Linked DNA regions of Mus musculus: regions 1, 2, 3 and 4 are each linked to region 5. The links are chromatin contacts, called in public HiChIP or PLAC-seq and Micro-C maps. All regions are on one chromosome and are shown on one strand. Each heading gives the region's core, a stretch centred on a gene start, on an enhancer-like site or on the middle of the called end of the contact. The rest is flanking DNA. Distances are from core to core; before and after follow the strand shown.

Evidence for each region. Hi-C and Micro-C count contacts between places; a contact is called where the count stands out from the background. HiChIP or PLAC-seq counts read pairs in DNA pulled down with a chosen protein or histone mark.
Region 1: a BATF HiChIP or PLAC-seq map of CD8 T cells shows a contact between it and region 5, with 7 read pairs. The contact joins two enhancer-like sites. A contact is called at or near these places in 4 of 39 promoter capture datasets (3T3-L1-derived adipocytes, cranial neural crest, embryonic stem cells and 1 more), 8 of 484 Hi-C or Micro-C datasets (CD4 T cells, CD8 T cells, the G1E-ER4 cell line and 5 more), 5 of 115 datasets of contacts at active chromatin or transcription factors (CD8 T cells, bone marrow-derived macrophages, effector CD8 T cells and 2 more) and 2 of 9 other capture datasets (adipose tissue and liver).
Region 2: an H3K27ac HiChIP or PLAC-seq map of embryonic stem cells shows a contact between it and region 5, with 5 read pairs. The contact joins the promoter of Atp2b4 here to the enhancer-like site in region 5. A contact is called at or near these places in 1 of 39 promoter capture datasets (neural stem cells), 5 of 484 Hi-C or Micro-C datasets (cerebellar granule neurons, embryonic stem cells, erythroblasts and 2 more), 6 of 115 datasets of contacts at active chromatin or transcription factors (the NIH/3T3 cell line, embryonic basal ganglia, embryonic limb bud and 1 more) and 1 of 9 other capture datasets (embryonic stem cells).
Region 3: a Micro-C map of the G1E-ER4 cell line shows a contact between it and region 5. The contact joins two enhancer-like sites. A contact is called at or near these places in 3 of 484 Hi-C or Micro-C datasets (CD4 T cells and the G1E-ER4 cell line) and 3 of 115 datasets of contacts at active chromatin or transcription factors (bone marrow-derived macrophages, embryonic stem cells and thymic regulatory T cells).
Region 4: a contact with region 5 is called in an H3K27ac HiChIP or PLAC-seq map of trophoblast stem cells, with 4 times the contacts expected there. The contact joins two enhancer-like sites. A contact is called at or near these places in 2 of 39 promoter capture datasets (the 3T3-L1 cell line and neural stem cells), 11 of 484 Hi-C or Micro-C datasets (the 3T3-L1 cell line, CD4 T cells, CD8 T cells and 7 more), 10 of 115 datasets of contacts at active chromatin or transcription factors (differentiating embryonic stem cells, embryonic basal ganglia, embryonic hindbrain and 6 more) and 2 of 9 other capture datasets (adipose tissue and embryonic stem cells).

What each region holds. Positions count from the first base shown.
Region 1 is chr1:133,796,686-133,799,385 of GRCm38.p6, forward strand. It overlaps a transcript of Atp2b4 not described here. Among named protein-coding and RNA genes, the nearest start is that of Gm28441, 37 kb to the right of the region's middle. Within about 2 kb of position 1,261, at least 12 of the 459 cell types and tissues checked have an H3K27ac peak or open chromatin away from gene starts, as enhancers often do. A contact at or near this core is called in CD8 T cells, Th1 cells and erythroblasts, where this site is marked.
Region 2 is chr1:133,752,470-133,755,169 of GRCm38.p6, forward strand. Atp2b4 (ATPase, Ca++ transporting, plasma membrane 4) reads right to left here and starts at 1,278. Exons shown (of 20, transcript NM_213616.4): 1 at 620-1,278. The coding sequence starts at 812.
Region 3 is chr1:133,824,506-133,827,205 of GRCm38.p6, forward strand. No RefSeq gene overlaps it. Among named protein-coding and RNA genes, the nearest start is that of Gm28441, 9.3 kb to the right of the region's middle. Within about 2 kb of position 1,311, at least 33 of the 459 cell types and tissues checked have an H3K27ac peak or open chromatin away from gene starts, as enhancers often do. A contact at or near this core is called in the G1E-ER4 cell line, where this site is marked.
Region 4 is chr1:133,715,176-133,717,940 of GRCm38.p6, forward strand. It overlaps Atp2b4 (ATPase, Ca++ transporting, plasma membrane 4), which reads right to left. Exons shown (of 20, transcript NM_213616.4): 17 at 2,613-2,765; 18 at 1,330-1,437; 19 at 1-55. Among named protein-coding and RNA genes, the nearest start is that of Mir6903, 10 kb to the right of the region's middle. Within about 2 kb of position 1,511, at least 6 of the 459 cell types and tissues checked have an H3K27ac peak or open chromatin away from gene starts, as enhancers often do. A contact at or near this core is called in CD8 T cells, differentiating embryonic stem cells and trophoblast stem cells, where this site is marked.
Region 5 is chr1:134,097,967-134,100,666 of GRCm38.p6, forward strand. No RefSeq gene overlaps it. Among named protein-coding and RNA genes, the nearest start is that of Gm32039, 4.1 kb to the left of the region's middle. Within about 2 kb of position 1,440, at least 401 of the 459 cell types and tissues checked have an H3K27ac peak or open chromatin away from gene starts, as enhancers often do. A contact at or near this core is called in CD8 T cells, the G1E-ER4 cell line, the NIH/3T3 cell line and 9 more, where this site is marked.

The DNA.
Region 1 (2,700 bases), core at 11-2,510, 300 kb before region 5:
CGATTCCCAGCACCGCACAAACAGAATTAGAAATGGAACCGCCATGCGACCCAGCAATCGCACTGCTAGGTATGCATGTGAAGGAAACGAAATCAACACAGAGACATCTGCCGGCTCTGTCTATTGCAGCACCATTCACAACAGGGAGGAGATCAAAACAACCCGAGTACCCATCAGTTGATGGACTGGTAAAGAAAACAGGGCACTAATATACTAGAGTGTTCAGCCATGAAAGAACAGCAACCTGTCATTTGTATTTGCAACAACACAGAAGGAACTCGAGGCCCCTCATGTTAAGCGAAACCAGGCATGGCGAGACAGATACAGATGGCCCCGTGTGGAATCTGGAAAAGCTGATTTTACAGAGTTGAGATGGAATGGTGGTTGCCAGGTTTGGGGGGTGGGGAGAGAAGGATGAAGACAGGATGATGGACACCTCCTAGCTGGAGTTAGAGAGGAGTAAATATGTTCTGTTGTTCTATTCGAATGATAGGACTGGAGAAAATGATAGTGTGCTGTTCATGTACAAGAAATCACCTTTGAATTGCTCTTTTCTTCCCCACCGCAAGGAAATGATAAATAGTCTATATTTGAATAGAACAAAAATATGTATGATCCTGTGTCAATTTAGAATGACGTGTATACCATCTATTTTCTAGAGGGGGAAAAGAGTGGAGAAATGCTGTTAGTCCAGTAAGAATGCACCTAGAGAGTACCTGCCCCACCCTATCCTCTTCATCCTACTTCTCCTGGAAAGGGGGATGGATGAGAGGATCAGGCAATGGGCTGGGTGGGTGGCATCTCTGGGAGGCACTTGCAGGGAAGGAACACAGATGGCCTGGCAGATACCCTTCTAGGAAAGGGCAGGCTCAGGGTGGGGCCCATCACCTGTAAGGTAGTATCAAGCTTCTTGGGCTCCTAGGCACCCCAAATAAACAAACTCTCCATCTCCTTTCAAAGTTTGGTAGATCTTAATGAGGGGTGGGGGGAGGGGTGGTCCTGAGGCCCAGAACACTGAATAAAGAGCAAAGAACCATGGGTACCGAGAGGAGTCAACTTAGTAGTCTCAGCTGGCAGTCTGAGCTGCTGACAGGCAAGGCTGGGGAAGAGCTAGCCTAGGTCCCCCTTCCTCTCTAGATCTTATAGAAACTGAGAGTGTGACATAAGTCAGGCCCCTGCTGTTCCTGCTCAGGGACCTTACTCTACCCAGCAGCAAGCCTTGGGTAGATTCTGACTCTTCTAGTTCAGGGGTGCAAGGGGGGTGGGGTGGGATGTGTGTGCTCACTTAGTACCCTCTTTCTGACTCTCTTCAGACATCAAAGACCATAGCTGTGTGACAAATCTGACTCAGCCACTCCTTCCCACTGTCTCGGTAGTGAGCAGGGTTCCCAGAACAAGGAGAAGCTATAGAACAGAGGGCAAACCAGGGGCCCCTTCTGATACCTCGCATGCAACTGACTCTCCGCATGCTAACACTCCACCCCTCGGGACTAGCAAGATGGACCTGTAGATAAGGTCCCCTCCCTCGAAGCCTCTCCTGACCTGAGTGTGGGTGCCCTGGACCCACATCATACAGAAGAGAACACATTGTCCTCTGACCTCCAGATGCACCCTCCCTCCCAGATGTTTTTTAAGAAATTAAGCTGCCCTTTTCTTCTCACAAGTGTTGACTGAGTGCCTCTGTATGTCTCAGCACTGTGCTAGAAGCTGGGAATGTGAGGGGTGAGACAAACTAAGCTCCTTCAACTTGACCTTGGATCCAGGGACACAGAGATGGAAAATGGAAGGGGAAGGGAATGAGGGACCGGCAGGGACTGGAAGGCCAGAAGCCTCTACTCCTTCTAAGCCCTTTCTCCTGAGGGAGTACTCAGAGGGCAGAACCAGGCAGGAGGGTGGAGCCAGCTGCTGACAGGCTGACAATAGGGCGGGCCACAGAGGCAGCTAGAGGTGAGGGGGCCCAAATTCTGAATCAATATTCCCAGCCCCTCCCGGTTGCACAGCTGGGAGCAACAGCTGGCCTGAAAAGCAGTCACCACAGCTGCCCTAGAGGCAGGACACAAGACCACTAGAGCAGGTGCCCTAGTGCGCTTATCTAAGCAGGCATTTCAGGAAGCAGCCATCCTTGTCTACCAGTGTCTGCCCCCAGGATTCTCTCCTCCCCTTCCTATAGAATAAGGACATCAATTCTTCCTGGGGCTGGAAATACAATTAGGTTACAGTGGCAGAGAGGTACAGTCTGAGCCATCACCAAACACTCCAAATGAAGGCGTACTCTTGAGGCTTTCCTGGTTACCCTTAAACTCTCCTAGCCTCTGTCTCTTTCCCAGGGTCTCTGCAAGGCTTTTTCTCATAACCCAGACAGGTAGCTGGCTTAGCTAGCTTGCCTGATTCATAGGGCCCTCTTGTGAAATCTCCCCTTTCCCCTAGGCCCCTTTCCATGCTGATCCCTGCCTGGAACAACCCTGGTCTTCTCCCTTCCAGATAAGGAGGACCCAGAGCAAGGGGGTGGGGGTGGGGTTACAGGAAAGGGTCTCTAGTTAGGAAGAACCAGGAATAGGAGGAGCTGGGGGGGGAGAGCAGGTGGATCTGAAGACTCCCTGCCAGACACCCCAACTGGAGGAGGAGATAGTTGGTCTGCAGAATAGGGACTTCTTTTCCCTCCCTTCAGTCCCCTCTCCCCTCTTGGTATCACAGTGACTG
Region 2 (2,700 bases), core at 28-2,527, 350 kb before region 5:
AAATTAAAAAGCAAAACAGTGGGCTGAGGCTACAGATTAATGTCGGGGCGCTGTACAAAGCCCTGGGTTTGGACCCTACATGGTGGGGAAAAATTTTTATTAGACAGGGTTAAAAAAAATCAGAAACTCCAAGACAGAAAATATTAATTTATCCAAATACATATTTATGATATGCCAACCCATTTCTGTGTACAGTAAGGTACTCAGATGGCTGGAATACTACTTCCTGTCGTCTTTTCTCATCCATTGAGCTTTAAGATCAGTGTGAGGAAGATGTCCATCTTAAGCTCTTCTGTAATCAAAATCTAATTAAGTGAGGACATTGACTATACTGATAAGTGCATCTACATAATAAATAAGGACCCTCCATACGATGGACCGACACAGAAGTAGGAGGAGAGAATGACTCAGAGATCACAGTTCCTAAACGTGGTAGAGGAGGAAAGCTCTTCATGCCCTCCCTCAGTGGCCACCTCGGCTTTAGAGGTCTGTGCTCTCCCCACCAGACCAGACACAACTTATTGGATCTCCAGAACCGGACTTTCCCTAGAAGCTAGACAAAAATATTTCAAAATCCTACTCACTGCCCCCAATCCCCAACCCTTGAAATGGCCTTTACCTTCTATAGGGGAGGTTTTCAGTCTAGTGCAGATTTCCTGTACCCCTCCGTAGTGGGCACTGATCTGGGCCACTGCATCAGCTCCACGAAGCTCCATGAGCTTTCGCAGGTCCATTAAGGTGCAGCCAAACTCCCCTTCATGGCTCTCAGCCACTGTGTTGGCTGACACGCTTTGTCCTGGTGGATTCGTCATTTTGCCTTCTTCAGTTACCAGACTCTCAACCAGAGAAGATGTAGAGTTTCCCCTCTAACTGATCAGTGTCTCTTGCCTTCTATTCGCCGTTTCTTCCCACTTCTTTCTTCTCTGGGAGGTCAGTTAGGGGATAAATTGACAATATCTCGTGCAATAAGTTTCAGAGTAGCAACACCCGGCCTAGATCCTTGCTTCTGTATTAAGTCTACTAGTGAGAAGAGGAAGAGGTTGGGGGAACTTAGTAAAAGATGGACGTGGTGTCACGATGATTGGTGTCCTCTGGGTGGAGATGGGAATGGTTGTCCAGAGTAGGTAGGTTCCTAGTTTAGACTTCTTGTCCATATAGAAGTGTAAACAGGATAAGCATGTTACCATGGAAGCAACCTTAGCAACAATCAGCAATTACGATGGTAGGCTGGCGTCAGGAAAAAGAGGAGGGCTCCCTGGATAACGATGAGGGCTAGGCCTCTGGAATAGAGATGCAAAAAAAAGACAAAAAGGAACAATTAGAACAGCCATGAGGATCCAGGATCTGCAAGGTACTCTCGAGAAGAAGGGTTTAAATGACAGTTGGTGGCTGAACGGAACTGAGAACTGAGGCCTGAGCTCAGTATCCAGGCTCATGGGAAGCCCTGGGTAGGCCTGCTGGCTGGGAATGTAGAGGATTTATCTCAGAAACATCATCTTTAAGCCTTATTTCTTCCAAATCAAGGCACACAAAATAACTCAAGGAACTCGCATATAAAAGGTTATAACCTCTAATGCTCCTCCCCTTCATGGGCTGACTGACCTATAGGATACATTAGTCTGGCCTTACCTGTAAGATGTGAGAAGAATCAGAAAAGGAATCTAGACCCAAGGGGGCTGAAACATGGCTTGCTTGTGCACCTTCTACTCCCAACACAGACATTTACAATCCAGAAAGACAGGCTGATAAAAGGTCTCTTAGAACACTCAGCCTTCAGTGGTATGAAAATTTGGAAACCTACAGCAGTTATCTGGCACCAAATTTTGGTCTCAAGGCTAAGCCCTCGCAGAGGCTTTTCCTGGTAAGAAAAGAGTGAAACACGCTAACAGTTTATGACACAGGGTGGATTCAGTTTTTCTATAAGGGCCAGGTGGAGCTCTGGGAAGAAAGATAGTGAGTGTTCAAGTTTTTCCAGTGTAGGAGAGATAAGAGAACAGTCTGTTCAGCCCATAGACAGGTCCCAACACTGTCCTCAGGGTAAGGGAGCAACCAGAGGGGCTCATGTTAGCATAGTGACACATCAGAGAAAGGTAGGCATTTTTCCCTCAGCAAGATAGACGTTAGCTGGAGCACATACTGGCTAGGGTGTGCAGGCACAGCTAAGGGTATGTGGGGATGAGAGGGGCTGAAGGTGGCTTAGAGACTGAGCTGAGCCCTATGCTCAGCTGCAGACAAGGGCTGGCTACATGTTATATATCAGCTCCTCCGATAGGAGAGGCTCAAGTATGTAGGGCCCCATTCTGGTGAAATAACCACCCTGCAATTGGTCGATGCTGCCAGGGTCTGGCAAGGCACTCCAATTGGCTAGGTAATAAACAAATGCTTTTTTTTTTTTTTTTTTTTTTTTTTTTTTTTTTTTTTTTTGCTTCTAGAAGGTGAATACAACTCTTGAGTCATCAGAGAAGAACTTGGCTCTTTTTATCAATTTATTTTCTCCAGAAATCCCATCTGGCCAAAGCTCCTGACTGATTTCAACCAATCCTGTTTCAGGCAGGTTCCTCTGGAATGGAGGTTATCCCACTTCTGCCCCTCAGCCAGCATGTTCCATCCACCTCCCCAATACCCCGACTTACAACAAGTTAAGCAAGCAGGGAATCCTGAGAAGGTTCCCTGAGGCAGTAGGTGTAACTCCCTCATTAA
Region 3 (2,700 bases), core at 61-2,560, 270 kb before region 5:
AACATGGTCCAAACAAGGATTCCACATCCATTATTATGCCTGTGAGTCTCAGTTTCCTCATTGGGAGAATGGGCATGCACCCATGAAGACCAAGTACGTGGTACAAGTCCTGTGTTAGTGTGGAAGAGTGAAAGCTGTGTGAAGCAGCCTCATAGAGTTAGGCAAGGGCTCAACCACTCAGTCACATTCTCTAAACCTCGGGATGGTTTTGATGCAACTATTATAGACTGATAAATGCATCAGTAGACAAACTCTCAAACCAAGCCAAGACCACTCTGGATTTCAAAGGAATATGACTTGATCAGGGCAGGTGCTTTAACTGCTTAAAGGGCACAGAAGTAGGCCACGGAACGGTGGCAGGGTAGGAAAGCTCAATGGGTAGCTACAAAAAATTGTCTCCGGGTTTTCTCCATTGGCTGAACAATTAAGGACAGGTATCCTTTTATTGACTGTGCTTGGAGAGTCCCAGAAAAGATAAGACATAGGTATTTTGATCTTATTCTTGAGAAATTCTCTGGTTTATGTGGAGGTCAGAGGTCATTCAGTCAACCAACAAATGTTTACAGAGCCACTTGTGAAATGGCTCTGACAGATGCCACAGGGTGGGTTAGCCATGGTCCCCGCTCTCCAGATGCAGGGGAGATGATTCCCCTCATGAGAGGCTTGATTCTTCAGGAGAGAAAATTACCACTGTGCCAGCTGTTTGTGTAGGAACCAAGAAAAAGGGCAAGCGGTCAGGGCTGGGGAGGCTAAGTCAGAGAAGACTTGGGGAGGAGGGTGGAGCTAGCCAGGAGAACCAGAGGGTCAGGGAGAGATGTGGGATGACCCTGTGGAACACTGAGTGGCTTCAAGGGAGTGACACAGAATGAGGTAAATAGGAGGGGCTGCTGGTGGAGGGACTGGAACCAGATGGATATTTCCCCAAAACCCCTCTAGCCAGGCGGCTGTGCCCTGCTGTGCACCTGCTTGCTATTCTCCCCTGGTTTTACTCAGGGATTTTTGTCTGGTTAACATCACAATGAACAGGAGCCCTAAGCCCTGGGCAGGGACAAGAGCAGGTGCCACAATGAGACAAGGGCACAGATAAGCCTTGACAGTTGTGAGGGACTAGTCACTAGAATGTCAGACTGTGGCCACCTGGCTTTTGCTGACCTCAGGCCTAGTCTAGAATGCAAGGAACAGGGGCCTGGCTGGTCTCTTCACCAGCTCTGTGTCTGCATTAAAGCCCGCCCACGCCGGGACATGCTGGGCCTCCCAGGAGCTGAGCCTGGCAGAGTCAGATAAATATTGATTGTCTGCTCAGCCATCCGTGCAGAGAACCAAAGGCCGGGCAGGAGGGGGAGCCTATCAGGCGGTCCTGATGTGAGGGAGTTGGGCGGTGCCAAAGGCTGAGAGGAGAAGCAGGTGTCCTAGGGTGATGAGCACCCACCCGGAGCACTTGGGGCTCTTGTCAGCTGCAAATGGTTCAGGGAGCATCAGGGCGAGCAGGGAGTCCAGCAGAATTAGAAGCGTCTTTAAGCTAAGAACAGTTGACTCTTCAGAGGCTGTTGAACTATCATTATCACAATGGTGAACTGTCTTCACCAGCTCCCTGTGTGGCTGTACCATTCATGACGGTTTTTCCGGTGGCTTGAGAGGTTGTGGGACCCTATCAAGAAAGACCAGCACTCCACTGGAGTCTGGCGCTGCTCAAGTGCAAATACCAAGCTCGAAGCTCCGAAGCTCCGGGAGGGATTTTCAAACTGAGAGTAGTGGTGCAAGTCAGGAACTCCAGCTCTTGGGAGGTGGAGATCAGAAATCTGAGCTCTTGAGGCTCAGATCTGCTACATTGTGAGCCTGAGGGTGAGACCTGGGTTTGTAAAACCACAGCAAACTGCAACACCCAACCACCACCACCACCACCACCAAAAAAAGTGTGTACGAGGTTGAGCCTAGAGGTCGGAGCATGCTAAGGCAAACCTGTAATCTCAGGATTTGGGAAGTTGACACGAGACTATTGAAGTTCCAGGCCAGCCTGGATTCCCAAGGCCCCAGAACAGCCAGGCTCTACCTTGCTGCCTTTTCTTCCTCGAGCTGGGCCAAGGGAGGGTGGGTGTTCTTTCCTTAATTCAGATACCATCCTAGGAGCTGTAAGTGTATGGAGGGATCCATGTTCACTACTTCATTCCTAGACCCCCTGTGCCTGTGATCCCACTGACCCCACAGGCTGAGCCTGCAGGGATGGGGTGGGAGTGGGGGTGGGGTGGGGTAACTTTGGGGAGAGAAGTGGTGGAGGTGACCTGCCTACTGTGCTGGGCTCTGTTGTCATTTTTATGGCTGTTTGTTTCCAAACACCCTTACGAAGGACTTGGGACTAAGAGCAAACTAAGACTTTCCCTTAGAAATTGTTCTTCTGTGTGTGGTGTGCACACCTTTAATCCTGGGACTTGAGAGGCAGAGGCAGGTGGGTTTCTGTGAGTTCAAGTCTAGCCTGCTATGCAAATTGAGTTTTACAGAGAAAACCTGTCTCAAAAAAAACCCACACAAAACAAAAACACGAAACAAACAAACAATTGTTCTTTCTTTCCAGGGTCCCACAGAGTAAGTGCTCTGCCACTGAGACACATCCTTGGCCCCCTAAAAAGAAGTCCTCTGTGGGAGTCAGGATGTGTGTAATTAAATGGCTAGGCTGCCAGGTGTGATGATCCACGCTTTTGGTTT
Region 4 (2,765 bases), core at 261-2,760, 380 kb before region 5:
CGTGGCCAGCCTCCTTCAGGAACTTCAGAGACTTGGTAGGTATTGCAGAGATGACCTGAGAGCAGTCACAGCCAAAGGGGACAACAGCCACATTGGAGAAGAAAAGATGTTAGCTGGCCTGAGCCAGGCCCTTGGGAGGCTCCTAAGCCTCAAGCCTTTCCCACCTGAGAAGCACCAAGAAGCACTAAGCTGCCCAGGAGATGAACCCATTGTTCCAGTTGATTGCACTTGGGAAGGTGCCAGCATTTGTGGACACACAGAAGGGGACTTGATTCCTGTAATCTCCCAGCCACTTCATTACACTCACACTCTGTCTCCGTCTTGACTCTTCCTTCCCAGTGGGATCTTTGTCTTTTTTAAGACAACTGAACAGAGCTATAAAGCAGGCACACATCAGGAAGATGGGGCCAAGGGCAAATCGAGCTGGGAGAGAAATGCGTTGTACATGTGGGGTGGAGGGACTGAGACACGAATTGGAACACAATTAGCTAAGCTGACTTTCATCCCTTCCTTAATCCCGCTTTTAGCTTGGGAAGCGGCACTAGGGGATTCTCAGTATAGACTTGAGATCTGCGGAGAACAGTCCAGGCCAGAACTAAGCATGGTATTAAGGGAAGGATGAAACTCAAAGCTACGATGACATTGTCGCAATTAGTATTAACACTCACTGAGTACTTATAACAGGTATTGTCATGTTTTTGGTTCAATAATCGTTCACTAGTTAACAACAAGTAATGATCACTCTGTTATCCTATGTGGAGATCCCTAATAAATGGACTGGCTAAGGAACTTGCCCATGGCTACTAAAGTTTGTGAAGAGAAGAAGGGTGATTCCAGCCCCAGCGGCTTCCAGAGGCTGTGCTGATCCGAGTGTCACCCTCCTCTCTGGAGCATCTGTAGGACTGATTTATCTCAAGTGGGAGCTGGGCATTCAACCAGCCACCGTGAAGCAGAGAAGAGGCGGGAAAGCTCTGAACTACAGCAGCACCACGGCAGTGGAGTAGCCCTGGGTCAGACTGTGGCATCGTCAGCACGACGTTTGCTTTTTGCGTTTTGCTTTTGCCTTTTTTTTTTTTTAAAGATCCTTAGGTTTATTTTTTAATGGAAAATTTCCACTTTTGTTTCAAAACGCTTTTTTTTTTTCAGTCTCTAAGAATGGGGGACAGAGAACCTAAGTTCTGAAGTGAAGGCAATGGTTACTCCAGCCTGGCACCCCAAGACAGAAGGAACTTGAAACTGTGATGGAGGGAAGGGGGAAGGTTGGGTCAGGTGAAACAAGGAGCTGGGGTCTGCAGCTTTAGGGATCTGTAGAGGGCACCCCACACTCACCTGACCCCACAAAAGTTCTCCAATCCCTATAAAGAGACACCACATCCACTGCTCCATGGTCAGGCTTGTGCAGCTGAAGGGCTTCCCTCCCAGTTCAACAATCATGATCTGAAACACAGCAAAGCACGGCCTGCCACGGGGAGGCCAAGACCTCCGGGGTGGCTAGGGCCACAGCGCCCCCTGCAGGGCTCTTGGGGCACAAGTCCTAATGTTCTTGTGGAACAGGAAAGAAGTGCAGACGTGGAGAAGGGCTACAGATACAATCTTCATAGAACACTTCAAATGGGAATCATGTGATGGATGGCTATGAGTATCATGACAGCGATTAATATACGGTCTGGCAGGAACAGAGAAAGTTGGAGGCTTCCTGTGATGTAGGCTAGTGTGTGACAGAGAGAAGGCATGCAGAAGAGGAACATGTGTGTGTGTGTGTGTGTGTGTGCGAGCGCGTGCGAGGCATGTGTGTGTCAACGTGTGGGTCTGTAACCTAATCCATGTACCACAGAAGACAGAAGAGAGTGTCAGATCCTCTGGAGGTAGCATTACAGGTGATCAGGAGTCAAGTGATACCGAGTGCTGGAATTTAAACTCTGGCCCCCTCTTAACTGTTGCTGTCTCCAGCTCCAAGAAGATGTTCTTCGGTTGTGTGGCCTTCCCATAATCCTTTGTAGACAAGTATCTTAGTGAACCTCTAACTAGGTTCACTAGTCGGAACTGGCACAAGAAGGAAGGACCCCATCTTCCCACTACCAGGCAACTGTGCTCTTGATCCTCGTTTTCATACCAGGAGCCCAGGCAGGGTTATCCCAGCAGCTGTGTACGTACCAACCCATCACTCCTCTGTGAATCGTGCAGCATTTCCAATCAGAAACTCACTCAGAACAAAAGGGCCAGGGTGGGGACTGGGAGCCTACACTACCTATACACTACTACACTACTATACACACGCCATTTCATCTGTGCTGGCATGGGAAGGAGGTAGGAGATAGTGACTCTTCTCTTGGTCACTATATGGAACTTCTGCACATTTAGAAAGGTCATGAAAGAATTCTCTAAGTCATACTTGCAGGGGACATGCTCCCTTGCCTTGGAGCACCTGAGTGGGCTCAGTTCTAAAAACGAGGTACCCAGGAAAGCCAACTGAGACCCCCAAGGTGTTTACTCTTAGCCTTGGTCCTCGTAACTCCCTCTCCTAATCTTGGGCACCTAGAGAGAGTCCTAGCTCCCAAGCTCCTGCCCTCTGTCTCCCAGCACCCCTATCCCAAGCCCAGACAGAATCTTACCTGGCAGAAGAATGTGCCCAAAACTACAGTGCAGAAAATGATGTTGCGGTAGACGCCTGCAAACACGTTCTTCTCACCGTGGATCTTCCGAGCGTTGATTTCGTTGAAGAGTTGCATCAGCACAAACGTGTTGAAAACAATGGTGTAGTGCTG
Region 5 (2,700 bases), core at 190-2,689:
GTACTGGAGAAATCTGCAGTGGCCACAGAGTAGTAGAGAGGACCCGCAGGCCAACAACTGATAAAAATCAAGATCTCGGGGGAGGAGGGCAGGTTTTGAAGTTTGTGTTTGTTTATTTGTGACTCAGGCTAGCCTAGGCTGGTCAGGAATTCACACTTAACCCAGTAACTCCTTGTGGGTTTGAACCTTGCGCAGTACTTCTACCTCCGCTTCCTGAACGCGGAGGCTGCAGGCTCCAAACACCACAAGCTGCTCCCACTGTCCTTCCTTCCTTGAGGCAGTCAGACCATGCTGCCCAGACTGGCCTTGAACTCTCAATCCTCCTGCCTCAGCTTTCAAGTGCTGCCACACACCAGGTTATATGAACCTTTTGAGTACCCAAGAAGCAGCTTTTGAATTTCAGCTCAGAGTGCCATGCTATAGGGCTAGGTCAGGCTTTCCTTTCTGACAGAGAGGCTGTATACTTTCCAGCCGGAATATAAGGGAGCAGATGCCCGAGACTGCTGTCGCTTGAGGTCTAGGTCCTGCTGGCCCTTTCTGAACCCTCCTGGCTCCTCCTCCCAGCCACTGGAGAACTGCCACATTGAGAGGCAGAACCTGGGAGGCGTCGGAGCCCATTCATTTTTAATAGTCCAGCTGCCATGGTCTCCCAGAAGTTCCGCTGCACACAAGCACTCTCAGTTGCCAGGCCTGGGTCTTGTCAATGTTTAATGGAAGCAAGGATCTTATCTGGAGTTCCAAGTCGTTTAGATTACTCCTGTGTAAGGACCTGTAGTGTGGGATGGTGAAGACAGATGGAAGACTCCTCAGAGTGACCCTGCTGCTCCCCGGGGCAGGAAGGGGTTCTTAGAGTTAAAAACAGTGTGTGGGTGGCCCAGGAAACAACGCAAACGGGACAGAAAGCCCTATCTCACTTTGGTCAGGGTCTGACCACACTGTCAACAGCTCTGCCTTGGAGTCGATTCCAGGTGCCCAGTGCACACCCTGCCAGGGGCCTCCTGGGAAATCCAAGACACAAGGTAATGGATGAAGTCTGGAGGGACTTAAAAATAGATGTCCATTGAGCCTGTTCTGGTGTCCCTCAGCAACCAAATCTGCCTGTATTTGGGAGAAGAGACACCATCTGGCTTGCCTCTAGTATCAAAGTGTTGCATGGAATGACTACAAGTCCACACTAACCTGCCAGACTGAGCTGGGCCGCTCTGTGCTCCCGGTCCTGACTCCAGAGCAACTAGGGGAGGGACTAGTGCAGCTCCCCAAGGCCCCGAGGAATGCCTTACGCAGAGAGTCAAGTTCTATTTGGGGAATGGAACATCACGGTTCTAAACACAAGCCGGATGTTATTTACAAAACTTGTCTAATGGCCCAGCCTCCATACCGGTAGCTCATTGGCTGCTCGTCTAATGGCTCAGCCTCCATACTGGCAGCTCATTGGCTTCCAGCTCAGGTTTCTCTAGCGGCTTTCTCCGGACTTTCTCCCGTCCTACCAGTTTCCTCCGCTTACAGATCAACATTCCAGCCGAAGTGTCTCACTGACCACTGACTGTCACTCACCGATGAGACCTGTGGAGGGAAGCTGGCAGGAGCAGTTCCTAACTGGGAGACTGAGGCTTGGGAAGGGGAGACCGGCAGGAAAGAAAGTCAGAATGATATCACCCTGCCCTGCTGTCTGCCATTCTTATGAGGGTTAAAATGAAAGACGGCCGAGGGCCTCTCCCAGTTCACCCGTGAAGCTCGAGTCTAAGTGATGGGTCAGGTGATTTAAGCTTTTTCACTCCAATTCAGACGGTGGAGAAGTCTGGCTGAATGGATCAAAACTGGCCAGCACACTGGACAGACCATTCCTAACACCTGGCCTTTTGCTATGTTGTGTTTGGGGAGGTTGGACTAGAGACTGGAAAATCCCAACAGACATTCCTAAGTCCCGGGAAAGTCTGACGCTGAGGTGTCAGGACTGTGGGCACATGCTCTTCTTGAATATCCCTGGGTCTCTTAGGCCACTCTGTCCCCTTTGCTCATCATCTTGTCTCATGCCTGTTCACCCAACACCTGCTCCATCACCACCTCTCCCACACAGCGCAGGCCCGTGGGCTGCATGTGGTATGTATAATAGTAGTCCTTGCCCCAGTGACCCGTGAATATTCAGTGAGCTAACTCATGTGGAATGCTTGGACCAGCATGGAGTAAAACCTCAATAAATATTAACTGCTACAAATGCCTGTTGCTGTATGGTTTCTCATCCTCCATCCAGGGTAAAGGAACTTTAAAGGAACCCTGTCACGCGAGCCCTTCTAGGCCCTAGCATGATCCCAGACCTGAACACGGACAGCTGTGCCCCGTGGGTTTTCTCTAAAGGTCACAAAGACTCATCGAGAAATGTCCAGGCTTAGGCGCTGACCTAGGAAACTAAAGACGAGGCTTTATTCCATCAGCAAACAGGTGGGCTTCCTGAGAACGCAAGGACACCTGTGAACGGCTCATGAGCAACACAGTGGCCTGGCTAGCCACCAAATACTACCATGATGGTGCTGACCACTGGGTCCTTAGGATCTAGAGCAGAGGAGGTTTGGCAGGGCAGCTCAGGTAAACCTCCTGGTGAGAGAGAGCTGCAGAGTCGTGGCTACTTTAAATTGGGGGGGGGGGCATTGCTGGATGAAGAGAGAGCCTCACCTAGGCTCCACACATTCTGTGAGTGAGTAG